Linked DNA regions of Mus musculus: region 2 is linked to region 1. The links are chromatin contacts, called in public HiChIP or PLAC-seq maps. All regions are on one chromosome and are shown on one strand. The core of a region is the stretch at or near the end of the contact, and the rest is flanking DNA. Distances in the headings are between cores, read along the strand shown. Region 1 holds the start of Slc35d3 (solute carrier family 35, member D3). Region 2 has its middle 33 kb from the start of Gm25256.

Region 1 (6,294 bases), core at 2,629-5,128:
GTTTGTTTGTTTTGTTATTTTAAATTCAATTGCCATAGGTAATTTAGAAAGTTCTCAGTGGCAGCTGGGAGTGTAGCTCAGTTGGTAGAGTGTTTGCCTAACATGTAGCAAGCCCTGGGTTCAGTCCACAGCATCACATTAAACTGGGCATTACATGCTGGCAATCTCAGCACTGGGACAGGAAAAGCAGGAGGGTCAAAAGTTCAAAGTCATCACTGGGGGAAAAAAGAAAGTTCCCAATGTGTTGGCGCACGCACAAAGCCACTATATTCCATACATGAGAAGCATCTTCCAACAGAATATAAATGTGACTGAAACAAACTTAACACTTCATCTCTTTACAGATAGACTCACACTTTATTTTTTGACAAATATAAGATAGAAAAATATCGTAATGCGAATATAGCAGTGGCTCTTTTTGTAACAGAGTTTTGGGGTGTGCAGTGCAGACCAAGGTGGTCTGTTTCCCTCTGGCTGTTTTACAGTCAACACTAAATATAATCCAGTCACTGCATTTCCTCGAAAGAGTATTACATGGGAAAATGGGTTTTTTAAAGGTTATAGCATTCAGTAATAAATATTATAAAGCAAGGGACCCAAACAGCCTTTAACATATATAATTACAAAGAACAAACTTTAGACTTCATAATCAAAGCTAGGAACCCATGTCTTCAAAATAGCTTCAACATTTCCTATCAATATATAATAGAATACCCATTTTTTAAAAAAGAAGGAAGAAAAATACGAGTAAACACAATATTGCAGATGACCCGAAGAGTAAACAATTCAGTGTATTTATAAACGTCATTTCAACAATATACTCTTTGCCTAACAGGCAATAAAAACTAGTTCTGTCATCAGAAATGTGCCCCTGAATGTGACCTTTGAACTTACTAAGTGATACCATCATTACTACAAGCCATCTTTGGAAGGGGTGGCTGAGGGACTCTTGGTACATGCAGATATTTGGTTATGATTATAAAGACAAAAAAAAAAATGAATGTCCAGGAGTCTGAAGCTGAAGTCGCTTTTGATTTGGTTAAGCACCTGCACAGGTCTCTTCTTTCTGTGGCACCTCAGGCAAAGTCCCACTATTATTAATAAATAATAAATAGGTGCTAATTTGTCTCTGTCGGTCCCTTTCAGCTCTTGCATCTCTAACCCCCACCCCTCAGAATAAAACTGGAGGCCCTTCCTTAGACGTTATTTCTGCCACATAAAACGGCTGTATGTAATATGTACATACATGCATGTCTTTTTCAAGGACTGGGTAATGCCTCGTTTTCCATCAAATAATCCTTCTTCATGTACTTAGTTCCCCTAACTAGTCTCCACACTTCTAAGTAAGTGTCCTTTAAGGACCTCCTTCCCACCTCATCAGAATGCCCTTCTGCTCTTGAACTCCTAGCCGCCAGTGAAATCCCTCTGATGCTGCCCCTTGACTCTTGCCCACCTTGCTGCACGGAGTCACCTGCCCCCTCCGCACTCTCTGGCTCGCTATTTCCGCTCTTGGCGGGCAGCTCCTCCATAACGAAAGGCAACTGGTCCCCACTTGGCTGTCGCTCCTCTCCCTCTGCCTGCGATTCCAGATCTTCATAGTTGCTTTGCCTTCTGGTCTCCAAGAATTTGGCCACACAATAAATGATGGAGCCCAGGGTGTTCACCACAACGCCAGCAATGAATAGAGAGGTGGGCTCCACGTCGCTGAACGCCACCATGCCCACCGTGATAGTGGCGATGCTCTTCACCACGCCCACGAAGCTGGTGGTCACAGCAGAGTTGATGTAGGTACAGTGCAGTGTGGTGAAGTTCATGGCACAGCCGATCAGGATACAGGCCACGAATATGGAAACCATGGCCGGGTCCTTCCAGCCTGGAAAGGTCCAGGCGTGGATGGAGTCGGTGCTGGCGAAAGAGCAGATGACCAGCAGAGGGGTGGCGGAGACGGCGATCACATACTGTGCGGTGAGAGGCCCGTGCTCCGTGTCCGCGCTCGCCTTCTGGATCAGCACCAGGTAGGCTGCGTGCACCAATACAGCCAGCACGCCCGTTACGTACCCAATGGGGTCGCCCGTCAGGTCGCCAGCTCCTGAGCGCACCAAGACGGCAGAGCCAGCGCGGGAAAGAAAAAGAGAAGACACAGGGTTGGGTATCCACTCCAGGAAGCATGTCGCCTTGGGGGGAAAACCCTTAGCATCCCAATTCTGCCCACGAATTTTCCGAGTGCCCAACAGAAACCCTCCTTGCCTCCATCTCTGTGTCAAAATGCGACCGTCAAGCCGAGCTAATGTACCCGGTCTTCCTCTAGCCAGGGCGAAGGCCAGGGGGAGATCAGATGCTCTCTGGGTAGGCTCCTTGGGGTCCCTGAAGCCTGCACGGAGGCCACCTGGGAGGGTGGTTCCCGCCCCGTGGGCACCGGAAGGGACAGGGAACCCCAGCTAGCGGCCTCAACCGAGTGCGGGCACGGCCCCGGAAAGAGTGTTTCCCCTCTGCCCGCAGCTGGATTCCCCGGGGGTCCTCCCCGCCCCTCCTGCCCTTGAGCCCCGGGGCGGTTCCTTTTGCCTAGGGCCCGGGTACTGAGCCCAGGTTGCTCAGGCTTCACTCCCGTCTCTCCAGCTCCCCAACCCCGCGTGATCCGAGGAAGTTCCCGGCCCCCTTCCTTCCGGCTCAGTGCAGGGCTGGACTCCAGTTCTCTGCGCTGGCGACTCTCCATCCCTCCTGAGGAAGGGGCTGAACAAGAAAGACCCGGGTGGGGGAGGAAAGGGGTGGGGGTGGGGTGGCGGAAGCCTGGACACCTGGGGGGCAGGGCTGATGGAGGAGGCTTGAAGGCTGAGAGAGGCTGCGCTGGGTCTCAGAAGAAAAGTCCCTTTTGTGATCCCAAGGACCACTCAAAGCTCCCTGCCTCAGTATCCCCATCTGGCAGTGAGGGCGTTGCACCGAGTGGTCCCAGCGGTCTCTACCGGGTGGGTTGGGTGGACCAGGGTTGACGCGGGTCCCGCTCACCTGCCAGGGCGGCGCCGCAGGTGGTGATGAGCACGGCCGCTAGCACTCCGGGCGAGGGCGCGCCGTTCTTGAGCACCAGCACACCGATGAGCATGGTGACTAGGGGCAGGCAGCGCTTGAAGACTACGTACATGGGCAGGCTGAGGCCGCGCAGCGACCAGAGAGTGAGACTGGACTGCAGCGTGGAGAGCACGGCAACCCCAGCGAAGGAGCGAGCTAGGCTCAGGCCGAAGGGGGGCACGGCAATGAGCCCCAGGCGCCGCAGCAGCTCCAGGCTCAGCGCGGCGGTGGAGCTGGTCAGGCACTGCACCAGGGTCAGGAAGGAGAACTGGTAGCGGCTGATGAGGAACTTGAGCAGGATGTTGAGGGAGCCAGAAAAGACCCCGTGCGCGATCGCCACCGAGATGCCCAGCACGCGGCCCCGGCACAGCTGCCGCATCGCGCCGGCCCCGCCGTACCCCGCCGTGGCGGAGCTCGAGACTCGCAGGAGGTCGGCGGGGAGGCGCAGAGCGAGGGCAGCGGGGGCGCGGGCCGGGCGGCGGGACGAAGCGAAGGGCAGGGAGTGCGGGCTGGGCTGCGGAGGGCAGCTCCAGCCGGGCGTCCTCCCGGCTCAGCAGCTCCGCGTGCGACTGCCCCGCAGATGCCGGGAGGCGGGGGCGGGGGACTCCGAAAAGTGGCAGGGGTGGGGGACGGGTGTGAGAGGAGTGGCGGGAATCCTAGAGACCGCGACTTGGAAGTAGGTGAGGATCCCTGATGAGCTGTGTCCCGTGTGGTTCCTGGGTCAGAAGGATGCTCTGCGGAGTGCGGACTGGACCTGCTGAGGCGGCTGCCGCGGGGCGGGTGGAGCCTGCTTCCCTGGGGCATCCAGCGCCCACCGGGGTCGGCTCTCCGGGCGCGGCACCTCCTCCCTTCCCACAGTGGCAGAGCAGCGGGGTGCGTGCTGGGGGATCCCCTGCACAGCTAAAGACGGTATTAGAAACAACGCTCCAGCACTGAGCACCGTTCATTGGTCGCAACAAGTGACGGCGCCCCCAGCCCGGTGGCCCGCGAGTTGCAGCGGATTTTCCACCCACGGTCTCTCTCAGCGCTGCACGGGAAATGAGACACGTCGGTGCTGGAGGGCGGCGGGCCCCCTGACATTAGATCCCAGGGCCTTAAAAGAACCAGCTGCTGGGGAGTGCTTTGGAGCCCCGAAGTTGGCCTTTTCTGGTGCCAGGCTGTGAGCTTGGGTTCTGCGCCCCTCCCAGAAAAGGTCCTGAGATCCTGCGTGGCGCTGCAGGAGCTTTCCTTATGGAGAATGGCGTCTGGGCATCGGGTCGTGGGAATGGAGGGACACACTTAATTTAGGCAAAGATATAAAATAGGCAAAAGCAGACACTAACCGAGGGCAAGCTGATAGTACTAGCAGTGAAGGAGCGTGAGGGGAAGGAGCCCAGAGGCCAGGTAGAGATAGATGGACTGCTGAAATGACGAAAGGGAGAAAGCAGAGGGTGTGTGACGCAAGGATGAACCATAGACACTCCACCCTGTCCAGGTGTTCCGGAGAACGGTTTTTGAATTCCAGGGAACCGGCTTCAGATAGTAGGATTGTGTGGGTACCACTTTCCCTCGCCAGAGAGCACTCCTCTGCCCCATTGTGAAAAGTGCGCATGTGTTCCTCCCTACTTTACCTTTTGTGACTACCCCCACCCCCACTCGCTCCAGGTCCTTCCACCCCCACCCCAGTGAGGCTTTGATCTGAATTCACTTGCAGGCAAGTTACGTTCTGACCCTCAGAAAACTCAGCAGCGCAGAGCCACTAGCTTGGCTTCTGTAATTGCCAGCTACAGTCGTTTTTTTTTTTTTTTTTTTTTTTTTCCCATGCTATTTAAAATTTATAGTGATGTCCAAGCTTCCGCTGAGAAGCTAAGGATTTGAGGTCTCTGGTCTCTGTGTCACGTCCCTTTCAGTCACTGGGGTCTCATCTCTTAACGACTGGAATTTCAAACCTTTAAACACCACATCTCCTTGCCTGGGCACATGGGTACATTTCCTCGAAATCTTTTATCTTTATGGTTTTCCACTTCTATGATGCACCCAACCGTGGGGTACAGATGTAGAAACGGATTATAAGCTCAGCAGGAGGAAGAAATTGGAACAGGAATTAGAACCAGGTTCACTGCAGTTTCTCATGTGGGCCAGCTTTTGTATTGTGGGTGCTCTCGTGAGAAAGCACACCATCTCAGCCATAGGCAGGCTTAGGCTAGCGCCCAGCACAGCCACCTGCTGTGTCCCTGACAGGTGTGCACTCAGGTAAGTATGGGTCCCCGCAAAGCTGACTTTGCAGGAATAACCCCTAGCTGCACTGTGCTTCAAAGTTTCCGGTTCCCCAGTAGCTCTTGGGCTTTGGTTCCCCTGGGAACGCTTCAGTTTTATTACTGTAAGCTGTGGTTACACACTACTAGCTATTTAAGAGACTCTGGTTGACAAGGGTTTAGGAAAGGCTGAGGTAGTCATACAAATTATGAGTATAGTTTAAGAGTATATTCAAAATATACAGGGATCAAGACTGAACGTGAACTTTTTTTTTAACTAAGATTTTCAATAGGAGATTCCCGTTTCTCCTGACCACTCCAATTAACTGGGCCGCTGCTGCAAGCCATCCTATTATAAGAGAATGTTATAAAGAAGAGCCCCTACAGCCCTAGCTCTGAATGATTCATTTCTGCCAGCAATTATAATTACTTCCATTTTTGATACTAACATTAGTTGGAAGATTGGGGGCTGACTCAGCTACCTTACCCTTCTCATTTAGGCAAGACTACTTGGCTTAGTATTTCTGATCTACGAGGTATGAAACAGCAGATTTTCTCTGCTGTATTATATATAGTTCCCTAGTAGGACCTAACAAATTAACCCATCTCTAACAAAAGTTGTTACTAGGTAAGTTCCTAAAGAAAGTCAAGAAAAAGATAAATATCATAGTATATTTAGGAAGATCTGAGGTCACAAAGCCATCTGACCAATTGGAATCAAGTTACCAAAGGTCTAGACACACGTTCTTTATCTTTATAGCTACTCAATAAATATTAGTGGCATAAAATCAATCTTTCAGTTCACTCACTCAACAAATGTACTGAGCAACTATTTTATGCTAGGTAGTCAGTTGGGGGAGGATTCAAGAATGACTACTCTCAGCTGGCCTCTGGGGAAGCACCCATGGGGGGGGGGGGTGAGGGAGCACCAGGAAGAGACAAGAGCAGCAAGAGAAAGAACATCCAGGAAGGAAATTACATCAGCTTGACAAGGAGC
Region 2 (6,294 bases), core at 1,291-3,790, 36 kb before region 1:
TTCTCAACAAACTCCCTCACTGTCCAGCATGCCAAGCAGAAAGGCTGTGTGTAATTCGGATTAATAAAATATCCTTGGGGGACAGAAGGAGGAAGGAGGGAAGTGTCTGCATCCATGTGTGCATGCAGGGCTACAAACAAGGGCAGACATTTAATGTGCTTAAACAAGGCACAGCATGGGTCTGCTTTGTTGGGGTGCCTAGGAGAATGAGCTTCTGACCTGATCTCCCCCCCAGAAAGTTACCCCAAGATTGAGGCACCTTGGTGGAGTTCCACTAGCCTGCCACTGGCTCCACCTCTCTCTTATGTGCCTGGCCTGAGTACACACCTTCTTCTGAGGGTCAATGCACCTCACCCCTGTTCAACTAGCTCCAAAGAAAGAAGATAGGATGTCCCCTGAGCAACAGATACTGCCCAGAGTGAGGAAGAGGGGATGACAAGCATAGATCAGGCCAATCATACAGTCTATGTAATTACCAGCTCAGAGAGCCATATCATTAGGAATAGCAAGCTTCTACATGGCTCCCATCATATTCTGCCATATCCTGATAAAGCATACCACTTTGAAATTTATTATTTTTATTACATTTTCTTTTACTAGCCATTAATTTAAACAATTAACTCTGGCTGTGTCTCTCTACACCATATGCACACGTATACTCTGGTCCCTTGCTTGAATGATATGAAAGACAGATAATACTGAGGCTCAGGAGCCAATAATTCAAAGTTTGACACATCAGCATGCAGAGAGCTTTGAATTAAGATAACAGCCTCACAACTAAGGCCTCTCTGATGTCCTCCCACACCCCACAGTCCCATTACTTTCTTCTCCCCCCACCCAAATGTACGGACCAGCTTTCTCTAATGATCCCCTCTAGGCAGATCTTCCAGTGGACTAAGTGGTAATAAGGAGGGCTGGGTGGGAACAGCACACCAGAGCACAGAAGAATTCATCACAGACTGAAGTCTGCCAAGGGTCATCATGGGCCCCAGATACCTCGTCCAACTGCCTATATCTTCCACATCTCTCTAGTAAGAGGACATTTAATCTTCCAATCATCACTAAGCTATTGGAGTTCAGTTCCCTGTGAGAGCACCATGCTCATAAGGAACTTGCGTACCCCCTCTCCGGTGAGCCTGGCTGCTGCTTGCACATTTCAGGAGGCTCAGTTCCAAACCTTGGTGGTGGAGGGATGGATAATTAGTTTCCTTTGTCCCTATTTGGAATGTGCTAGTAGACAGGCAGACAGACAGACAGGCACGCAGGCAGATGAGGGGGAAGGAAGAGAGGGAAGGAAGAAGAGTAAGGGAGAGAGAGTTATGTTTTTCCCCCCTGGGGATCAGGAAGGAAGCACAGATGTGAGGGGAAGAAGAGACTGCCGCCTTAACTTTTCTGAGTTACGTGGGTAACAGTAACTACCTTCTTCTCCTAAAAATCTTTATCTCCTCACTTATGAAAGAAAGAGTTTACTAAAGTCCCTTCTATCCTTCAGATTCCCTGTCTTGGAACATCCTCACAGTTTGGAGGTGACACGTGGATTGGGGGTAGGGGTGGGTATTCGAATTTGTCTGGCAAATATTTTATGTCCTCTTTGTGAATTTCCTGCAAGTTTGAACTGATCTGAGCTGCCAATTATAATGTTATTTGGTAGGAAGCTGCGATCTATTTAGACCCATCTCAGTTCCCAGTGAGAGAAAATTTGTACAACAGCAGCAGCCTGTTAAGTTCAGTTTCAAATAATCACACTGTCTTTGAGATAGATAAGAGGGTAGCTGGGTGGGCAAACAAAGAAAGCAGAGTGGACAGGCATCTTTGCTGTCTAGCTTTAGGTATAATTCACTGCGGGCACCAAGGAAATTAAGTGGCAGGTGTACATCTTTCAGCAATTATAGGATTGGACGTTGTCCCAGTTCTAAGAGCAGGTGCCTGGTGAGGTCTGTAGCCTGAGTCCACGTAGGCAGGGCTCTCTGTTTGCCATCTTTTCAAAGGGCTCAGTGGTATTTTTATTAAACTGCCCCCTTTCCACTGACACATCAGAAGCAGTATACTGGCCTTGCTAAGGGAGCAACAATGTTTAGGACTAATGACAAGAGTAGTCCCTGGTGATAGATACATTTCCCTCCCCACCCCACCCCCCAAAAAAAGATCTAGGAATTCACAGAGAGTTCCAAAAACCCCAAAGTCTATTTTCTTCTTATAAAATATTTCCTGAAAATAAATACACAGACACAACCACCGCACATACTCCAGGCCACTGTCAAAGTAGGTGGATTTTAAGATTCTTAAGAGCAATGATAAATGATGGACATTCCCACGGGGACATTTTTATCTGGTTCTCTTTTGAGGGCAGCGTTCCGTTAATTCTGTGAAGTGGTTGCCTTGTCTGGTTGTTCCCAGATCATACAGGAAACCCCCGTCAAGCAAAGCTCACGTTAGGACGAGAAGCTCAGACAGAAGCTTCCTCACGGCCCCTCAGCCCTGGCTCAACTGAGGCCTCAGCTGTCAACACTACCTTGTGACTGTCACTTTGCAGGCCACTTCCTGCAGCTGCCATCTGGCTGATTAGAAGGGCAAAAGGCCTCTGGTGACAAGCCCTCAGGACACGTCTCCAACCCTTTAGGAAACAGAAGGACAGGCAGGACTCTAATTAGAGACCTAGGGGCCACTAATAAATAGTTGGAGCAGCCTTCAAGAGAAGAACTCTCGCATCTGAGGACCAGAGCTCCTTGTGCATCATTTTCCACATCTCTGCCAGCACCTGCCCATCATCTCTAGTCTGGCCTATCCTTGTCTGCCTTTCCTTTCTTTTTCATTCTATTTAACTATGAATCTGAGTATTGAGCCCACAGCTCTGTTGTTAAGAATGTCTCCTCCTGTATCAGACCTTTGTGTTGTCTGCTTATATCTATCAGATACCAGATATGGAGCTAAATGCTGGCAATTCAAAGGCTGCAAGCAGTGACACCCCTCTTTTAAAAGTACTTACAGCCAAGATGATCCCATATCTTGTTCCATATCGATCCATTTCCCCTCAGTTTGCTTAGGGCACTGGCTAAGACTTTAGGCTCTGAGCCCAGAGCTAACGTACATTTGACCCCAGCTTCACCCTCCGCATTCTGCATTTCTTGTCTTCACTCATATACCAAGCAACTTACTCAGAACCCAGCAACTTTTAAGACGTCTTACAATGAGAAAGGGAGTAGACGCCATCAATCAGTCTGACTTCATGCACTAAGACACTATGCTATGTTTCTTCCCCAAATTTTGCCAGCCTTTCTCACTTAAAAATATAACACAGAGCTGGGCCGTAGTTCGAGAGTACAGCACATGGCTAGCATCCCTGAGTTCAGTCCCCAGCATTGGGAAAAAAAGAATGTTGAATATATATGTAAATCTTTCATGTATTTAATATGCATGTACATAATTATGTTTAATAATCTTAGTAGTATTCTATCAATACCCATTCACATAAATGTAAGAATATTTACAAATAAATACATTTCTCAACTGTTGAGTTTATAGATTTAACCAACCTCCTGGCTTAATTTTTTTTTCAGTTTCTTACTATTATAAACAACTGTTACCATTATCCTTACAAACACAGGGATATTATGACTATAATTTTTGGGGATCACCCCTTTCAAGGCAAAAACCCTCTTCCTTCTTTAATACTCTAATGCACTGCTTCTCAACCTATGGGTCTCGAACCCTTTGGAGGTCAAAGGGGTTGCATATCGGATATCCTGCACACCAGATGATTACATTACGATTCACAACAGTAGCAAAATCACAGTTCTAAGGTTGGGTCACCACAAGAGAAACTGTATTAAAGGGTCATAGTATTAGGATGGTTGAGAACCACTGGTCTAGAGGCTGATCCTAACGCGCTCCAGGAACCTCCAGTCAGCGTGAACTTCTGATTCTTCCGGACCTTTCCCAACACTCAAAATGGTTTTGTCATTTTGAGAAATGAAAGCTTTTTTAAAAGTATATACACATATTACTCTATGAACATTTCTTTATTAATTAGCTCCCATTTATAATTTGATTTCTTTTTGAAAATAGATTTTCCCTGATGTCTAATGGAGTATTAGAATTTTCCTTGTTGACTGTAATGTCTTTCCTATATACTAACATTAACCTTTTGTCTGAATTGAAATGTTTTCATTAACTTTTAATGGTGAGGAGTTTTGCCACCTTAAAATTCACATATCTGTCTACTTATAGACGAGCCATCAACTCCCAGAGAGTGAATTCATTCACTTTCTTGGCTTCTAGTCCTTCTAAAAAGTCATTTTTAAAACTAAGCGTTCCACACAACCAACACCAATGTGTTAGAAACAGCTGCCATGAGTAAAGGAAGAAATATGTTGTAAGGAAAGAATATAAAGATATTACTGTTGAAGGACCTCGACTTTCAGAATCGTAATTTTATTGTAAGTTTGAAGATAGGGAAAAGCAAACTGATGAACGATTCACAAACGTGGTGTGGACCCACGGAGCAATTGAAAGACGCTCCTGCATCCCAGCATTACAACTGAGCAAACAGAACTGAGCCACGCCATCTGGCTCTACAGCAGTCAATTTCTCTGAAAACCAAGACTCTTAACCAAACTGTTGTGGCGTACGTCGTTAATATAAGCATTCTGGGAGTAGAGAAAGATAAGAAGTTCAAGGTCGGTCCTGCCTTACAGGACGTGCTGGGACAAAAATAGACCAGAAACTGAGGGAATAACCAACTAAAAACTGCCCCAAACTGAGACCCATACCACGGGCAAGAACCATTAATGATGTTTCGTTATGCTTGCAGAAAGAAACCTAGCATAACTGTCTTCTGAGAGGCCCCCACCCAGAAGCCAATGGAATGAGATGCAGACTCTCGGGGAATCTTACAGAAGAGCTGGGAGAAGATTTAGGGACCGGAAGAGTACAGGGACTCCACAGAGTCAACTACCTGGACCCTTGGAGGCTCCCAGAGACTGAATCACCAACCAAAGAGTGAGCATAGGTCTCAACCTAAGCCCCTGCACATTCGATGTTCCCCCAAACAACTGCAGCAGGTGCTGCCTGGCTGTGGATCCCGCACTCCTAATGGACAGCCATGTCTGACCTCAGTGAAAGAGGGTGCGATTAGTCCTGCAGCGACTTGATGTGTGTGGGGTGACACCCAGAGGGGGGCTTCTCCTTCTCAGAAGAGAGAAGGGGAAGGGGAAAGAGAGAAGGGGGAAGCTTTGCATGAGAGAGTGCTGGGAGAAGAGGAAGGGTTGTAATGGGGATAAATAAATGAATTTAATAATATTTTTTAAAAAAGAAGTTCAAAGTGATCCTTTGATATAGCAGCCTTAATTTGGGCATTTTGATGACATTGTCGCTATGGTGGCATCTCACTGCTTTGGCTCTGGAAAGCTAATGTGGCCCGCCTACTGAAAAATGAAAATTCCAGGCCAGCGGGGAGTGGGGGGAGGGGCGAACATTTTCTTTTCCCACTTTTTTTCCCTCTTCTCCTCCTTCCTAGTATTTTCTCATTTCCTAGTTCATGTAGCAATGCTAGGGGCACAGGAATAACTTGCAGGGTGAGGGAAGAAGGTGGCTTGCTCCGGGGAACAGGTGAGGACGGTGGGTGGGATCAATGGGGTCAAGAGGATTGGGCGGCGATGGAGTCTCCACGCCCCCACTATACCATTCTTCATTCAAAGCACTCATATTCAAAAAAGCGCTCAGTATTGCAAGGCAGCTCTTGGCACTGGGACGGGAGCCTCTTCCTGGGCACCGGTCTCCAGGATCTGCCTTGATCTCATGACCAGGTGGCAGGCTAGACCGTCCTGGAATCCTCCCGGAACGCAGTCTGCACCCACCATGCTATAATTAACTCCTTATCGCCTCTGCCAGCTGCCGGCAGCCCACTACCCGACCCCCACTACCAGTAGCCACCGAGGTGGTAGTGATAGACAGAGACAAGATGCCCTTCCCAGTGAGGTCGGGCCGCAGCCCAGAATGCAGGCATTTAATTACCGCCCTCTAGGACTGCTTTTTGATACTATTCCTAGAACCAATTAGCCTGAACCTTTCATTTAAATGCAACTTGAAAATGCACAAACAAATGACTATGGCACTGTATTTTAACGGTTTAAACAACTCCGTTTGTTCAAGTAAAGCCGATAAATAGCTTTCCAGAAATACACAGAAGGGCACTTTGGGGCTGATGAAATGTCTAACAATGACAGCTGTGAAGCCACAAAGGAAGTACCACTTAGGTGGCATTTGCTAATGAGTTGTCTTTGGGAAGAGAAAGGG

Evidence for each region. HiChIP or PLAC-seq counts read pairs in DNA pulled down with a chosen protein or histone mark.
Region 2: an H3K27ac HiChIP or PLAC-seq map of the HPC-7 cell line shows a contact between it and region 1, with 8 times the contacts expected there. The contact joins the enhancer-like site here to the promoter of Slc35d3 in region 1. A contact is called at or near these places in 1 of 39 promoter capture datasets (3T3-L1-derived adipocytes), 1 of 484 Hi-C or Micro-C datasets (the HPC-7 cell line), 7 of 115 datasets of contacts at active chromatin or transcription factors (CD8 T cells, the HPC-7 cell line, craniofacial prominence and 1 more) and 3 of 9 other capture datasets (embryonic stem cells, liver and pancreatic islet).

What each region holds. Positions count from the first base shown.
Region 1 is chr10:19,847,581-19,853,874 of GRCm38.p6, forward strand. It overlaps Slc35d3 (solute carrier family 35, member D3), which reads right to left and starts at 3,879. Exons shown (of 2, transcript NM_029529.3): 1 at 3,004-3,879; 2 at 337-2,089. The coding sequence starts at 3,442. The coding sequence ends at 1,260.
Region 2 is chr10:19,813,056-19,819,349 of GRCm38.p6, forward strand. No RefSeq gene overlaps it. Among named protein-coding and RNA genes, the nearest start is that of Gm25256, 33 kb to the left of the region's middle. Within about 2 kb of position 2,541, at least 43 of the 459 cell types and tissues checked have an H3K27ac peak or open chromatin away from gene starts, as enhancers often do. A contact at or near this core is called in the HPC-7 cell line, where this site is marked.